3 separate regions of the Mus musculus genome follow, and all the other regions are linked to region 3. A link is a contact called in public HiChIP or PLAC-seq and Micro-C data. All regions are on one chromosome and are shown on one strand. Each heading gives the region's core, a stretch centred on a gene start, on an enhancer-like site or on the middle of the called end of the contact. The rest is flanking DNA. Distances are from core to core; before and after follow the strand shown. Region 1 overlaps 1700025G04Rik (RIKEN cDNA 1700025G04 gene). Region 2 overlaps 1700025G04Rik (RIKEN cDNA 1700025G04 gene). Region 3 overlaps 1700025G04Rik (RIKEN cDNA 1700025G04 gene).

The links. Hi-C and Micro-C count contacts between places; a contact is called where the count stands out from the background. HiChIP or PLAC-seq counts read pairs in DNA pulled down with a chosen protein or histone mark.
Region 1: a Micro-C map of the G1E-ER4 cell line shows a contact between it and region 3. The contact joins two enhancer-like sites. A contact is called at or near these places in 4 of 484 Hi-C or Micro-C datasets (ECoMG-derived neutrophils, the G1E-ER4 cell line and epidermal suprabasal cells), 3 of 115 datasets of contacts at active chromatin or transcription factors (the NIH/3T3 cell line, embryonic stem cells and fibro-adipogenic progenitors) and 2 of 9 other capture datasets (adipose tissue and liver).
Region 2: a contact with region 3 is called in an H3K27ac HiChIP or PLAC-seq map of the HPC-7 cell line, with 7 times the contacts expected there. The contact joins two enhancer-like sites. A contact is called at or near these places in 15 of 484 Hi-C or Micro-C datasets (the G1E-ER4 cell line, the HPC-7 cell line, the N1E-115 cell line and 9 more), 3 of 115 datasets of contacts at active chromatin or transcription factors (CD8 T cells, the HPC-7 cell line and embryonic stem cells) and 2 of 9 other capture datasets (bone marrow-derived macrophages and liver).

The regions. Positions count from the first base shown.
Region 1 is chr1:152,049,157-152,052,401 of GRCm38.p6, forward strand. All of the region lies in intron 1 of 1700025G04Rik (RIKEN cDNA 1700025G04 gene), which reads right to left. Among named protein-coding and RNA genes, the nearest start is that of 1700025G04Rik, 40 kb to the right of the region's middle. Within about 2 kb of position 1,300, at least 13 of the 459 cell types and tissues checked have an H3K27ac peak or open chromatin away from gene starts, as enhancers often do. A contact at or near this core is called in the G1E-ER4 cell line, where this site is marked.
Region 2 is chr1:152,017,971-152,021,406 of GRCm38.p6, forward strand. All of the region lies in intron 1 of 1700025G04Rik (RIKEN cDNA 1700025G04 gene), which reads right to left. Among named protein-coding and RNA genes, the nearest start is that of 1700025G04Rik, 71 kb to the right of the region's middle. Within about 2 kb of position 1,426, at least 112 of the 459 cell types and tissues checked have an H3K27ac peak or open chromatin away from gene starts, as enhancers often do. A contact at or near this core is called in the G1E-ER4 cell line, the HPC-7 cell line, the N1E-115 cell line and 2 more, where this site is marked.
Region 3 is chr1:151,952,281-151,955,796 of GRCm38.p6, forward strand. The region is part of intron 3 of 1700025G04Rik (RIKEN cDNA 1700025G04 gene); the gene reads right to left. Among named protein-coding and RNA genes, the nearest start is that of 1700025G04Rik, 140 kb to the right of the region's middle. Within about 2 kb of position 1,546, at least 79 of the 459 cell types and tissues checked have an H3K27ac peak or open chromatin away from gene starts, as enhancers often do. A contact at or near this core is called in the G1E-ER4 cell line, the HPC-7 cell line, the N1E-115 cell line and 2 more, where this site is marked.

The sequences.
Region 1 (3,245 bases), core at 50-2,549, 97 kb after region 3:
CAGGCCAGTAAACCATAGGTCTTTCAGGAACCAACAGAAACATCTATGTCCCTAGGAAGGAACAATTATCTCCAGACGCAATCATATTGGAAGAAGCTGCAGCCAGAAAGCAGGAGAACAAGGAACTAAGGGCTACATAGGAAATCAAGACCAGCGTAGGCTCCAGGAGACACTGTCTTGAAGCAACAAAAATAAATATAAATAAGTCCTTACATGGATGCCTGGAAAATACTAACACAACTCAAGGGCGCATGTGGTTAAACGGGTGTGTAGACTTTATTAACTCTGACACATGAGATGCAGTCTGCCTTGTCCAAGCACTGTCTTTCCCCTCCCCATCTGCAGAGGCCCTGATCCTACAGACCACCTCTTGCACCTACTCGGAAAGAGAATCTTTCCTCCGGGCCTGGGTTTCCATGCTCTCCTCCTTAGCTGCCCACTGCAGACCTGTTCTTCACGTAGCAAATCTGTTGACCTGCAAAGTCTCAGTCACAGTTCCCTACGCACGGCGACATACTGTCTGAGCCAGTTAAAGGACACAGTGTAGGCCTGCTGGGGTTGACATCGGAAGAAACCAGCATTTGAAGTGGCTAACACTGAAAAGCCACTCAACGCCACTAAATGACCGACCTCTGGGCTACTGACTCCTCACAGGCTCCGCAGAAGTGGGGTCTGTTATCATTCCTATTTTATAGATAAGGAAGGTGAAGGGGAACTCAAGAAGCTGAAGGATCCTACCCAAAGCCAGCTAGCTGGGGCAGAATTTAAATCTGAGCATCCCAATGTCGTTTTAGTTAAGTCAGTGAGCTTTGAATGAGGGGGACAAAGCCATTTCCAAGTCTGACCCAAGTCTGTACACAGTTAGCGTGGCCACTCCCCAAAATAAGCCAAAGCTAGGAGAAAGAGGCAGGAAGGCTGAAGGAAAAGAAAGGCAACCTTTGCCATCAAGGGTGACAGGTGAGATGGGAAAGGGACGCTATGTAAGCCTTAAACTGCTGCAGAAGAGTTGTCGGCCTGTATTCTGCAGCTGGAAGGTTGTGACAGCAGGAAGTGGGGCGGCCTGGGGCAGCAAGCTGCACAGAGATAGCTCGCTCATATCAACTCTATTATCAACAGATGGAAGGGAAGGCTTGCCCACCGCCACCCAGCTGAAGAGACCGCCAGGCCTCCAGGTTCGGCACTCTGGTTCCTACCCTAAAATACTTCCCTCCCTGGCTTGCCAGTGAAAAGAACAAGGGAAAACAACAAGAAACATCTAAGAGGGGTGGGAGGCAGTAGAGGACAGAGGAGGAGATCCCGCCCTCGGAGCCTCTGTGGGAATCTTTGGGGAAACACAGAGTTCACAAAGCTGCTGCAAACACGAGTTGACAGGTCAGCTTTCTTCTCTCTCTCTCTCTCTCTCTCTCTCTCTCTCTCTCTCTCTCTCTCTCTCTCTCTCTTCAAGTGGGGATAGATTCAGAAAGCTAAGGCAGTGGCCAGGTTTCTGTCAAAGCTAAAACGGAACTTTAGCAGAGATTTTTATAATCCCAGGGATTCACTAAGAATATCATGTCAAGTTAACTTATATACCCTGCTTCTGACAGAGCTGTTAGGGAGCAGCAAGAGTTTGGTCCACTTGGGGTGTCAAGAGTCTTGACACCTGAAGCATTATATAGCAAGTTACAAGCCGAACTCAGCTCAAACAGAATGTTCTTGACACACCTGTACCAGCCCTTTGAATACCTCAGCCAACATCTCTACTCCCAGAGGGCCATTCACTCATTGGGCTAAAGGTTATATCCCTAGTGGTTTATCTGTGTGAAGAACCCAAGTCAACAGGTAGATACTCAGACCTCAGGACCACTTGAATGGGGGAACTGAGACATGCCCACTGTGTGAGGAGCACACAGTAGGTCTTGCTAGGAAACAGACAAGGCCTCTCCTGGGAAAACTTGGAGCTAAGGGATAGTGCTGTTCTTTGAATGAGAAATGTCCCCCATCCAGCTCATGTGCTTGAACACGTGGTCCCCAGTTGGTGCTGATGTGTAAGGGAGTTGTGGAACCTTTAGAAGAAGGAAGCAGGACATCACTAAGGACGGGCTTGGAGAATCCTTAGCTTGCTCCATTTCCAGTTAGCTTACACGGCTTCCTAGGTTTGTCTGGAGCATAGCCAATCAGTTTCCTGTTCACCTGCACATCTAGACCTTTAGAACCTTAATCCACAGCAAATTGTTTTCTTCCCACGGTCCTTGCATTTAACACAACAACAGAAGAGGACAGACAGGGCTTAAATGAATTAGGAAGCATACAGATGGATCGGCGTTAAGAAAGGATAGTGCTGAATGCTGTGAGAGAAGCCATCGGGCAAGACTTCCGGAACCAAACAGCACTAAAGCCAAGAATCAAGACAGGGTTAGAAAATTAAAGCTAGCAGAAGACAGTCCCAGAAGAAAGCTTGTCAGGCTCGGTGGTGAAAAGGGCTAGGAGGCAGGAACAAAGCATACCAGACCAACAAGGCGGGCTAAGGAGAAGTCCAAGCCTTTGCAATGGGGCCTGGAACTGAAGGGATCACAGCAGCAGGGGAGCAGTAGATCATTCAGGCTCTGAGAGGGGCCACATTGGCTGTGTGTGTAGAACTGGGGGGTTGAGAGATACGGGGATAGAAGGCCCCCCGTGTTAGAAGAGTCCCTGCAGCAATCAATCCTGGCCCTTTTAGTCAGAATGGAAAGACAAGAATCACAACCGGGTCTGAGGGTTCACAATTACATAACAGCAACCAAGTTCATTCATGCTCTGATAATAACGTGGAGGAAGCACTCCTCGAGGCCACATTTTTCCTTGGCTCTGCCCTTGGTCCCCGTCCTTTCCAAGATCTTTATCTTGATGGGGAAGACGCCAGAGGGAAACCAGCAGAGCTGCCCAGGACGTGAATCTGGGAGGGATGTTCAACACCAGATGCAACTGACGCATACTCTGACCTCTCTACAGGATCAGGCAAAGGAGGGGGTTGTAAGACTGAACCCCTCTTTTGGCCTGTGTTCTCAAGGAACTCTCGGGCTGTGGGGGCATATCTGGGTAATGCAAACATTTACGGGGCTGTGATAAGGGTTTCCACATAAGCATGTAAACACGCTTGCTAGAACAAGTACTGGCAAGAAAAGTTCATTCTAATCCAGAAAATAGGAGTTGTTTTTCAAAAGTGGCCTTTGGCCTTGCCCTTAAAGGCTAGTAACAAAGTGTGTGTGTGTGTGTGTGTGTGTGTGTGT
Region 2 (3,436 bases), core at 176-2,675, 66 kb after region 3:
TCCCATATGATTAAAATATGAATAAGGAAGACATTTTAGTGGAAAATGTAAATAAAAGAATGAAAAAAAAATTTAAATCCTATATCCAAAATTGATGCGTTTAATCTCACTCTAGCCCAGGAACACCAGACTGCAGCCTCATCAACTAGCTCTGGTTACAGGATTCAAGTTCATGACTGAATGAACTTCACAGCTCTGCAAAGGTGGCCCACAACTCCCTGGGCATAAACAGTAACTTCAAACCAGTCTCCTTCGCTGAACATGTCCTAGACACCCACCTGTAGTTATCTGTTGAGGTACTGTGTCCAACTATTTCATTTTATTCATTCTATATCTCATTGTTTCCCCCAATTATGAACGGCATCTGCTTGCAACCATAAATAACAAATTTGGAGCATAAACGATATGTTTAGGGCCCAGTTCTTCAGGGTTCAGTAACCTAGCAACAGAGTGGTGAGAGACTTCTACCTAAACCATTCCTTTATCTAAGTAGCTACCTGGCATGGGCTTGGACACCCACTGCTCAGGTCAGGTTTGGGAATGACAAACTGATAATGACAGACAGATTGGAAAAACAGAAGGTTACAAGAGCCTTGATGCCAGTTCCAAAAACCTGAGCACCAGGACCATGAAGAGGGAAAATACACATGACTTAGGACCAGTTGCCAAATACACTTTTGTCTCGGCACCACTCAAGTTAATAAGAATCTAGAAGCTCTTGAAAGCTAACACCTAACACTTCTATATTCTGGATACCTGCAGGCCGGACATATGCTTTTAACAAAAATAAGCAGAGGTACTAATTACTACCTGCATTCTAACAGATAAAGGGGACAGGAGATGAGAGGATATTTTAATGCTTTCTTTTAATGAATGGATACAAGGTGAGTCCTTGTGACAAAGATATTTCCAGAAACAATTTAGCCCCTGTCCTCCTCCCTGGGATTTGTTTGGTTTATTGGCTCATCTATCAGACTTTAGAGGACTCTGGTTCCTAGTGGTCATTTGCAGTTAAGAGTCCTCCACTTCTTACCTAATAAAACTCAGAGACATATTTATTGGTTCTCTTCTTCCCATTCCAAAAATGAAAGTCAAAATACAATAAAGTAACATGACATGGTTTTTAAAAACTAACAGTTCCAGCAGTGGTAAAATAAATGAACAAATCAAACGTGGAAGGCTGTTTATTTATATGTCAAAGAGAAAGTAGCATTCTCCTATAGGATGACACAGTCATTTGTCCCCCCCACCCCCCCCCCATGAAGCCAACAAATCAAACAGGAGGAAGCCAGGAGCTTCCCCTTCCTCCCTCAAGGGGTAATGAGTTTGCTTCGTTAAAACCAGCCTCCTCCCCTGTTACACGCACTCTGAAACACAGATGCACGATGACATCAGCCGAAGAGCTAGACACCATCAATCTGCAAGACAGGAAATGCTGCAGCCAGACCTGCAGCCTCCTTAAACATTAGCTGCCTCCTGTCTACTGGTGGCTCTGTTCTGTAATGCAGGAAGGGCTGCTGATGAGACGGATCACTGGGAGGCAGCAATGACTAGAGACAGACAGTTGTGCCCAAGACACAACTTCTTAAACTGTGGATCAGAGCCCAACATGGGGCCAGACAATTAAGGATAGAGGTTCTTAACATATAACACACATACTTCGTACGATATGTGCTGTCCACGCCATGCAATGAGAAGGACTTTGTCTAAAATGGCATGGCTGAGACCATAAACTGCAGTGTTTGACTTGTTTATTAACCACTCATATCAAGCCTTCTGCTCTTACAGAAACATTACAGCTTACTTATGGAAAACAAAGATTTTCTGTAGGTGTGTGTATGTTTATGTGTGTGTTCAAATGCATGGGCATCAAACCAGCATCTTTTCAAACTATACTGTGTTAAAACTTTTGATTGTACACATTGATGTTGAGTTGCTGACTTAAAAATCATTAAATAAGCTGGGAGATAGTGGTACAAACCTTTAACCCCAGCACTCAGGAGGCAGAGGCAGGTGGATCTATGAGTTCCAGGCCAGCCTGGTTTACAGAGTGAGTTTCAGGACAGCCAAGCTACAGGGAGAAATCCTGTCTTGGAAACAAAAAACAAAAAACAAAACAAAACAAAACAGGTTTGAAAATTCATTAAATGAATTTTGGTTTAGGATTAGAACAGAATTTCCAACAGTTTCCAAAGTAAGTACTTGTAAACATACTTCTGCTTTTTTATACGACGTGATCATGTGATAACATGGTATTCTGAACAATGATAAAATGAAAACAGTTATCAGATATGAAAAATGCCGAAGACATTCAAACATTCAGCCAAGATTTAACTCTGAGTGAAAATAATCACGGCAATCTCATTAGTAAACAAACCTGCCATCAACCTCGAAAAATGGTAAAAATCTGTGTATATCAAAGGATTGTTTTAAAGAACATTTTCTGATGATTTGCTATCAGTAAATTCCTGATAAATGTCTACTCTATAAACCTATAAAGTCACGTCGGATTTTCTTAGTAAAAAGGGTTCAGGAGTAGAGAAAATTTAGAAAGCTCTGCCAACAAAGTTAACCCAGACCTAGGTGGCCAGGCTAAATGAGGGAGATGCATGCTTTCAAGGAGTAGTTGCCCTAATTTGATCTCTGCTGCAGAGAGTGTTTTTTTTTTAAAGAGTATTAGATAATAGTCAATGGTATTTACAACATCTTTGACCTTAGTTTCTCCTATTAGCACACACTTAAGCCAATTTATTTCTTTTTATCTTATTTTGGAAGATATGCTGGTAATGGAAGTGTACTGGCCAGTTTGATGTCAACTTAGGACAAACGTAGACGTGCCTGGGAAGACAGAACCTCAACTGAGAAAATGCTCCCACTAGATGACCTCTAGGACAATCTGTAGTGCATTTTCTCAATTAATGATCAGTAGTGGTGGGCCTGGCTCACTGTAGGCTATGCCACCCTGGGATGGTGGCCCTGGGTGCTATAAGAAAGCGACCTGAGCAAACCATGAGGAACAGGCCAGTAATCAACGCCCCATGGCTTTGGTTTCAGTTCCTGCCTTGGGGTTCCTGCTCTAAGTTTCTGCCCGGACTTCCCTGAGTGGCCGAACACGATCTGAGAGTTTTTAAATTGAAATAACCCTTTCCTCCCCAATTGCTCTTGGTCATGGTGTTTTTATCATCGCAGTTGAAACTGTAACTAAGGTAGGACTGTAGAGATTTACACAAGTTAAGCATGCGCTCTACCACTGAGCAACATCCCCAGACTCAACCCAACTCCACTTCCATTCAGTGGCCTCTGAAGCTGCACAATGTTGGTGATGTCACTAGCCACACAGGGACCATGACCCACCTTGCAACTGCAGGGGTTTCTCAAGCAAGCAGAACACATGTTGGCACCTGGGGCTCACCAAGTGACCTCCTTCCTCTCACTC
Region 3 (3,516 bases), core at 296-2,795:
ATTACAGTTAGAGGCAAAAAGGAAGCTACATAGGCCAGACCCTTCTATAGACAAGGACAGCATTTTACTTGTATGTCTTAGCTTGCCCATGAAGAGCACGCTCAGTGCCACTCTGGAGCCTTGTCCTAGAAGACCCTAACCAGATCTTTTCCTCCTTTGCTTTTCTCTAAACTTAGTTCCTGGAAGAGCTCAAGGTTTCTCCTACTTTGGTGGCCTGCGTGTGTGTGTGTGTGTGTGTGTGTGTGTGTGTGTGTGTATGTGTGTGTTTAGGCATATGCTTGTACAAACATGCACTGAGTCTCCAATCATTCTCCACCTTATCTTTTGATATCAGGGTCTCTTACTATAACTGGAGCTCATGAAGTGAGCTAGATGGAAAACAAAGAGCAAGCTACCTGCTGTTCCCACCTCCCTAGGACTGGGACTGTAGACACTGCCTGCTGCACTTGGCTTTTCATGTCGGTCTGGGGGCTCCCAACTTAGGACCTTCTGCTTATTCAGCAACACTCTAATGTGACCTCTCTCCCTGGCCCAACTTTGTTGACTCCTGATGTATAGTTTCCTTTGCCTAAAGGGCTATAGTTATTAGCAATTCATCCTGAGATCCTTGTAGGCTTACACTGATCCTCCAGGTCAGCCAGTGCCCAGAACCTGGGCTAGGCCATCAACTGGACAAGCTGTCATTAAAGCAGAGGCTAAGATACGAGTGCTGGGACTGGGCTGTGTCCAACTGGAGAAAAGAAAGTCTTTGTGAGAACTAGAAAAAGGGCCAGCAACCTGCCAGACTCTGCCAGCAAGTCTGCACACACCTGGAGGCTGCCTTGCAATTTGTCCACACGGAGGAGATTTTCCTTCCTAATTTGTACAAAGGCAATACATAATCTTGCATTGATCCTGCAGGTCTAGCTTTGCATATAGAACAAGCCTTTCCATTCCCAGCACTTAAGGGGCTGGGTAGTCATTTATAGTTAGCTGAAAAGCATCAGGCTTTCCTACTGGAGAGCCAAGAGCCACCACAGCAGGAACTAGGCTTTTTGGTCATTACCTCTGCCACTGTTAAAGAAAATGCTAAAGAGTGTATTTAAGGAATGCATTACTGAAAAGGATGGCCATGGAGACGTTCTATTGAAAGAAATACTCAACAAGGAGCACGAAGGAAATGCCTAGATTTACATACGCACCACTGAGTGAGGACCCCACAGACAGTGAGGAGAACCTGGCAGACCAACAGATGCATCTATCCGTTCATAATCTGAAGAATTTTCATTCAAACATTTCCCTCTAGGGCTGGAAGGAAACATGCTGCTTCTAGAAAACTGCAGAGTCAGGCTGGCTGTCCCTCAACGCCAGCTTGGAGCTGAAGGGGCTTTTAGACGGCGTGCCCAAGCTGAGACAGAGCCCAACGAGACAGAGTTCCAGTGACTCAGGAGACTCTAGATAGATGAGGCATCTGGGGACACGAGTTGAGACCAGAGTTCCTGCCCAGTTATCTGAGGACATAAAGGCAGAGCTCCTCTGTCATGCAGGCTGCAAACTGAGTGGCACACTGCCAAGGAGAAGCCGAGGCTGGTGGGGGAATGGTTACAGCCTCAGCATATCTGCCTGCAGGCCTCAGTCTGGAGCAGGAGAGAACTGTGTCGGGGGGGGGGGGGGGGGGAAGGACCCAAGTGCTCAGAGTAGACAGGGGGATAAGCCATCCCTACAGAGGGAGCTGCCTCAATTTCAAAGCTCTAAAAACTCCTCACCAGGGAAAGGAAGAGATGGAAGATCCAGTTGCTGGTAACAGTTTTCCATTCTTAAAAGAATAGCATACCAGATTGCATGCGAACCTATTTTAAAATTTACGTAAAATTCAGGCAGTGATATATCACTTCCTATCATAATTCTTTATTTACTAGTATAATTTAGATATTTTCGTATCTGCATACACAGATCTTAACAGGTTGCAACAGAGCCTACAATATAATTCACCATCATTTCATGGGCTGGTGACCATGTGGCTTGGTGGCGCTTCCCTGGGGCTTGTGTTGAGATCTTGAAATCTCCAAGTGTCCTCCTGAAATTCCAATCTCCAGAGGTCACACCTTTGGGCAGTCTCTTCTCATCGCCTGGCCTATGTCACCAATGATGTGTTGTAGAAATGTGGGCAAGCCACCTCCGAGATAATGAAAGGTGGAGGCTTCCCTCTCAGGGGGCTCTCTTGCTTGCAGGCTCTGCCTCTGGGATTATGCTCTGGCAGAAGCCAGCAGCTTTACTATGAGCACATACAGGTTGGTGTTGCAGCATCCACACAGCCATGAGGGAACTTAGAATAGAATCCTCTAGCCCTACTTGTATCTTAGACACTTGGCCGAGTGCAATCCCATGAAATACCATGAACTTGAACCTAATTGCCCTGATCCTGAGCTCAGAAACGATGACAGGAAATAAGTACTTGTTTTATGCTAAATTTCCATGGCAACTCCTAACAGAGTAACAAGTAACTAATATACCACACATAATAAGGCCTACAGGTGAATTACCAAGATCAAAGGAATCCACATAAGCCAGGCCTAGTGGCACATGCCTATGAACTCCGTACTTGGGAGGCAGAGGCAAGAAGATCAGGCGTTCAAGGCAAATGCTGGCTACAGAGCAAATTTTAGTCTACCCTGCACTAGCTCAGACCTCCTCTCAACCTCCCATCCCCAAAGTTGATGCAGTAGATTTTGAAAAGATTTGGCCAAAACTTTTTTTTTAACATTGTTTTTCTTATTTATTTATTTACATCCCAAATGTTTCCCCCCTCCTGGTATCCCCTCCCAGAGTTCTGTACCCTCTCCCTCTTCACTTCTGAGAGGGTGCACCCTCCCCCCTACAGTCCCTTTCCCTGGAGCATCAAAGCTCTACAGGAGTAGGTGCATCCTCTTCCATGGAGGCCAAAGAAGGTAGTTCTCTGCCACATATGTGTCAGGGGCCTTGGACCAGCCCATGTGTACTTCTTGGTTGAGTGGCTAAAACTTTTATCAAGGAATGTGATCGCAATGAAGTAGGAAAGCTCTGATTTTCCTAAGTCCTTAGACGATTGTGTTCAACCAATGGGGGAAATGCCATCCAGTCCAGTCGCCCTGACTCGGGCTCCTTTCATCTTAAAAGATCTTAGCTGGAGCCACAAGTTCCACCATGTGTTTTCTTTGATTGGTAGTATATGTAGCAGAGGATGGCCTAGTCGGTCATCAATGGGGGGAGAGGCCCTTGGTCCTGTGAAGGCTCTATACCCCAATACATTATCAGAGATGCAGAAAAAAACTTCTTCCTAAGGAGCTAAGTGGTTTATTATTAGAGACTGGAAGCCAGCATGTCTCAATCTCCACACCACCAAAGATCCAGAATGGCTGGGGTTTCTGCTCAATTAGGCAGCTGCAAGTGGCATAGGGGATGAGCGTCCAGGGGAATGCCAGGGGAATGCCAGGACCAGGAATGGGAGTAGGTGGGTTGGGCAGCAGGGGGAGGTGGAAGGGGATAGGGGGATTTTTG